Regions from separate parts of the Oryzias latipes genome. Here region 2 is linked to region 1. A link is a contact called in public Hi-C data. All regions are on one chromosome and are shown on one strand. The core of a region is the stretch at or near the end of the contact, and the rest is flanking DNA. Distances in the headings are between cores, read along the strand shown.

Region 1 (2,880 bases), core at 108-2,607:
AAAACACAAAAAAAGGGAAAGAAAATAAAAGGAAACATTTCCAAAAACAAAAGTAATTTTCAGAAATTATAATGAAATGTTAAAAAGAGATAAATGATGAGTCCCACATCGAAGTAACTGTATATAACTACATGTCCTGCAAAAACTGAGGGTTTTTGGCTTAAAGCAGGTCCAGAAAATAAAACCTTGAAAGATGAAAGCATTTAGCAGATTTTTTTCAAAAGTAGAAAGAGCCGCAGGATTTTTTTCCCCTTCCAGAATTTTTGTTTATAAAGATCCCATATACTGATGCCCTTTGAAATGGTGCTTATCAGGTGTGAAGACAACCTGCATCAAAACCAGAAGGACACAACTTGTCACGCTGTTTTTCCGCCTGATGAATTTGAAAAGATAAAATAAAAAAAAACTCACATTTTAAGAGCAGACGAGAAGACGTCACCCGTGAGAGCAAATGAAAATTGTGACGTTTCCTCCACAGATGTTTGTTTGTCTGTGAACCTGACTCTGTGGCGTTGTGTGTCTCATAGAAATGATTCATAGGGAGAAAAGTTGCACCTAATCCAGACGCTTCAAACTAGGTGATCACAGTTCGTACAAAAATGCCTCATTTGCTGTTTTTGACAGGCATTTTAAAATCAATTATTATGTTCATGAGACACTTAAAAATAAGTTTAGTTTTAACTGTGTTTGCTTTTTTAGTTCACAGTGCCTTTGGCCAGTTGCACTGTTATGTGTTAGTCTCTCCCTGCAGAAGTAACAGAATCACGGATGCTGTTTTTTTCTGTTTAGGAGGAATTATGGCTGTTCTTGACATAAAGTATTACAGCACCTGCAGCTATGTTGTTTTTGGCCTTTTTGGAGTTTATTGTTTATAAAAAAAGGAAACATTTTTTCAAATCTTTTGTCAAATGACTTCACAAATGCCCCAACCCAAGCAGGAAAACCAACGTAAAGTTATTCAAACCTTTATATAAAATATTTTTCTTTTTTGGGGTCCCTCTTTGTTATTTTTCTGCAGCATTACTTTTTATTTTTAAATATTCAAAATGTGTGTTCTTATAGTTACAAAACAACCTCACCTGTTGTGAGTAAGAAGAGAGAAACCGGTACTTCTGCTCTTTTTCCAAGTAATTTTGTTCCACCTGATTTAAACAGAAACACACAAACATGCATACTGGAATGCACACAATAAGAAACACACACAGGACTAAACAAAGCACATAGAAACTGTACAGAACAGGAGACAGGTGGGATGGGTAAATGTTGGTTTAGGGATAAAATAGAAACAAAAACAGTAAGGAAAAGGGTGTCCTTACCTGGTTGTTTGATAGCTCCCCCTCCTGGGAAGAAGGTGTCACAGCAGGTGAGCTCACACTGGATCCACTTCTGGCGCCAATTATTTGTCCCCCTTCCTTCTCTGCATCTCTACTATGTTGCCTCTTACTTAGCCTTTTCTCCTCTCTCCTCTGGTCCTGCTCTGATACTTTCTCCTCTAAACTGTGTCCTCCTTTCTCTAACTGCCTCTTCCACGCTCCTTCCTCCTCTTGCAATGAAGGACTCTTTACTTGCTTTACACTTTTTTTGCCATTTACCTGCTCCTTGGTCTCACTTCCTTTTTCTCTCTTCTCACTTTCCCGATGCCTGTGTCTCTCTGTGTCCTTCGGCCTTGATTGGTGACTTTCGGCATCCATCTGTTTGTCCACAGACCACCTCACGCAATCATCGTCGCCTTTGCTGTTGCTGACTAGCTGACAGAGTCTGGACTGTAGTTTCTCTTCCAGCACATCTGCAGATCCAGGGTTAGAGAGCTGTGACCCTTGAGCCAAAGAGTGGAGTTGGGGACAGTTGGGGTCAGATGAGTTTGAAAGTGCTGTGTCTAAATCCTCCAGTTGAGGTGTCGCAGTCTGAAAAATCAGGGTGTCTGGGGCGGCAGCAGCAATTGGTCCGCTGCCGATTACCGAATGTTCCTCACTAAGTCCTCTCTTTAGCAAGGCATTGAGTAGGATACCACTGTTCTCCTGTAGTGTGAAGTCAAATGAACACAGATAAAATCAAAAGGGCAAAAGCCTCTATTGCTGGGCATATCAAATAAGAATTATTTAGAATAATTTGTGAACTAGGAACTGGATATTTTACCTGTGCTAGTGGGTAGATGGACTGTGTGTGGCTCTGGGATCCAGGACGGCCCCGTTCTGTTGAGGACTCCCTTCTGCTCTTCCTTCGTCGCCGGGATCTTCTTTTAGGATCAGACTGCTTCTCCTCTCCATCACTGCTGTCCCCTATTACCTGGAAAAAGCAGGTGAGTACATCTGGTCATGTCAGAGTGTTTCATCATTTTTGGAGCATTTCCAAGGTAAACATTAAGGCTGTCATATGAATACTGTCTTTGGTATAAACACATGACAAAAGTCAAGCATGGAGGAGGGGTAATCATGAGGGTATGTGAATTTTTATTTATTAAAGAACTACAAAGAAGTGCAGAAAGTTTCACTTGATGTCTTATTTTGATCCTTTCTCTGTCCTTGTACTTATAATAGATAACTAAAAGTAAAAAACATTTAACTCATAAATACTTCTAAAATAAAGGCGTTTTGGATAGTTATGACTTGTTAAAGCTTTCAAAGAGGGAGTTGTCAAATGGGTAAACATTTATGACAATTGGAAACAAGGCATTTTTTGGAAAAAAAATAATTTGTGATTTCTACAAGAAACTTACAAACAGAAATGAATTCCTTATATTTGAGTTCAGAAACTATGACACAACATTTTTTGTTAGTTCTAGAAATGGTTAAATAATGTAATTCAGGTAATTTATCTAATGACATTGATTCAATTCAATTCAATTTTATTTGTATAGCCCAAAATCACAACAACAGTCGT
Region 2 (2,880 bases), core at 153-2,652, 140 kb after region 1:
CATCCCCAACCTAACAGTACCGGTGCAACAAAAATGGCGGGCAATAATTGAACTATCCAGCCGTACAATTTTGAGCCAGATGCCATCTTGGTCAAGGAAAACCAAGATGTATATGGATCAATTTGTCTGCAAGTCACTGAACGGAGCGGAGCAGGGAGCGTGAGGCTCCCGACTGCAGCACCCATGTCAGGGCTACAGGCTTTTTCCAAGTGTTTTTTTTTTTTTTTTTTTTTTCTTGCCCATCTGCCCCTGATTCCCAGCAATGTGAATAAAGAAATACTCAGAAATGCAAATTAAGCTTAATTTTCTTTAAATGTGTTCTCCGCCATGAGGAAAATGCCACAAGAACATGTTAAAAACACAAAAAAAAAACGATTTTCATTGAAGAGGATCTTTACCAGACATCCGTCAACGTGCAGGACAGTAACAACTGGTTGGACACTGCCCTCTAGTGGCTGCATGAGGTGAACGTCTATAGTGATGCAACAATTGACAAATTCATCTATAACTGGAACTCAAATTATGTTCATTTGCATGCACAAAAACATTCACTCTTATGCATTCATTCTTTTACAGTGATTTTATTCGTGATCCAGCCTGAATGCTTTAGAAAGAGGAGCATATAGAGGCCTAAATGTGGGCAGCTTTGCTGACTCCACTTCGTGGGTTTGTCTTGTTTGACTCCGCAGAGGAAGACCTTTGTTGGGCTACTTGTGGCTGCAAGATACTTTTGTCTTTCTCTGCAGTCACCCATAAGAGCTCCTTCCGAGCAGCCAGATGCTTTTCATTCATCCTCTGCTGCACTGTGGGTTGGAGTTTTTCACATTTCATCCGGAGTTTTCTGCACTCTTCACTGAGTATTTTGTTCTCTTGGATCAGGCGTTTCAGCCGCAGTCTTTCCACGTCTGCGGCTCTCTGGAGCCTCTCCAGGGCCCCAGCTGCTGCAGAGGCTGTCCGCCTGGACTCCTCCGTCTCCAACCGGGCGCTCTCCAGCTCGCTCTCCAGACGCTGGTTTTGGAAGTAAACGTCCGGAACTAGATCGACCCGATCTTCATCCACAAGCCGTTTCTGTATCATCTCATACCACTCCGTTTGAAAACAGTGAAGAGTGTCTGACATTCCTGCGTTGAAAAGAAAGTTTCGCACAAAATCGACCACAGGTGGTGATTTGGGCGTGTTGGAGGAGGTGACTGAAATGGCTCCAGCAGTGGCTCCTGAATGCCCCTGGACGGCGTTTACAGTCTCCTCCAGATCATCTTCCTCTTCTGTGAAGGTACACTCGTCATCAACAGAAACTTCACATTTTAAGTATTCTTCCGAGACTAAAATTTCCGGTTCCTTTTCGATGTTGTTGTCCGCAGCGCTCATTTTCCGCGATCTTGCTTGAGAACGCTTCACGTTGCCACGGTAACTGCTAACGAATCAACGCGAGATTTTTCGAGATCAGCCATCTGCAGTTTTTCCGTCACCAACAATCATGGCGGATTACAAAGCGGCGCCCTTGGCCTCTTTGCCAAAAACATTGGACCCAAACGAATATTTCAACTTGTCACCGGAGCACCGGCGCGCAGAGGAAGCCAGGGCTGCGGTTCGAGCGAACCTGAAGAGGCAGTATCAGGTGCAGCTGAACAACCCGCACCGGAAGGAGCTGGTTGTAAGTAAAGTCACCCTGAGGAGGGCCGAGGAACCCGTTAGCATGCTAACATTTTCAATTTAGTATAGAACAGGAAGAAAACATGCAAAAAAGTCTAGTTTTAAAAAATAAACTACTGTTATGGTTTGTATTTTAGCTTGTATTTTTGTGGCTGCCATGTATAAGTGTTGTGTCAATGCTATACTAATGTAACAACTGACACAGCTAGCTAGCAAGCTACAGTCTTTGATTCAGAAATTATAACATAATTATTTGCTTTATTAAGGTAAAACCTTTTAAGACGATTTTAAAGGTAGATGCAAGGATTGCATTTTATTATATCATTATATTATGGTCTGTGCTTGGTGTTATGTGCCAACTTTGAAAGAAACAGAACTTTAGTTTTGTTTTGTTTTTTGTTTTTTTTTGATTGTGTATTTTATATGATGGCGATTTTCCTTTTTGTAAATGGGCTTATTTGTCAAAACATCAAATCAATTCTTTTAAAATGTGACCATTATTTTTTGTTGATCTCTTTTCTGTTGCGTGAGTGAACAGTCAGAGAGTATCCGGTTTTTTAGATTTTCCAATTGTGTTCGCTATTTTTTTTATTTGCCGTCTTTTGTACTTTAAGGAGATTTAAAATTTAAAGTAGGGGCCGTCTTTTCGCACTGATTTAGGACACGAATTCACGCTTTTCATATTTTTGTTTTAAAAATAAGTTAAAGGAATGCTTGTCAAAACCAAAGATAGATCAAACTACCGGTAGTTTAGTTTTAAATTTCCACTCAATGATATTTTGATCTGTTGTAAAAGTGTTACTTGTTGGTTTTTTTTACTATGATTATTCTGTTTTATTTTAAATTTTAAAAAAAAACAGTCGTTTTCTAGGATATAGTTTCTGCAGAGCGGCAGTATTTCATTAAAAATATGCTTCAGAATTGTGGGCGTAATTGTTGGCGGAGTACGCCTGCGCTCATTTCCCATCCTCCCTTTGTTTACACTCTCTCTTGCTAGCCTACAGCCCCTCATACCAGCAACCCAGCATTATCGTTGCAACAAAAACGACGACTCATATCGGAGCTATCCAGCCGCACACTTTTGAAATAGATGCATCAGAATGGATTTCTTTACCACTTACTACTTAAACTGTCTTTGTTTTTTACCTGCACACATAATAGGAAATTACGACTACAATTACAATTGTTTTTGTGTATAATTTTTCTATGAATTTGCTGCAGATGCAT

Evidence for each region. A called contact is a pair of places that touch in the nucleus more often than the background predicts.
Region 2: a Hi-C map of embryo shows a contact between it and region 1, with 2.2 times the contacts expected there. The contact joins the promoter of LOC105356680 here to the enhancer-like site in region 1. A contact is called at or near these places in 5 of 5 Hi-C or Micro-C datasets (embryo, fibroblasts and gastrula embryo).

What each region holds. Positions count from the first base shown.
Region 1 is chr20:14,951,459-14,954,338 of ASM223467v1, forward strand. It overlaps myrip (rab effector MyRIP), which reads right to left. Exons shown (of 18, transcript XM_011488854.3): 11 at 2,137-2,286; 12 at 1,317-2,018; 13 at 1,080-1,142. Among protein-coding and RNA genes, the nearest start is that of LOC110017283, 8.0 kb to the right of the region's middle. Within about 2 kb of position 1,358, at least 1 of the 8 cell types and tissues checked has an H3K27ac peak or open chromatin away from gene starts, as enhancers often do. A contact at or near this core is called in embryo, where this site is marked.
Region 2 is chr20:15,086,443-15,089,322 of ASM223467v1, forward strand. It overlaps LOC105356680 (sperm-associated antigen 16 protein-like), which reads right to left and starts at 1,403. Exons shown (of 1, transcript XM_011488857.2): 1 at 562-1,403. The coding sequence starts at 1,368. The coding sequence ends at 631. It overlaps ndufb4 (NADH dehydrogenase [ubiquinone] 1 beta subcomplex subunit 4), which reads left to right and starts at 1,433. Exons shown (of 3, transcript XM_004081011.4): 1 at 1,433-1,654. The coding sequence starts at 1,478.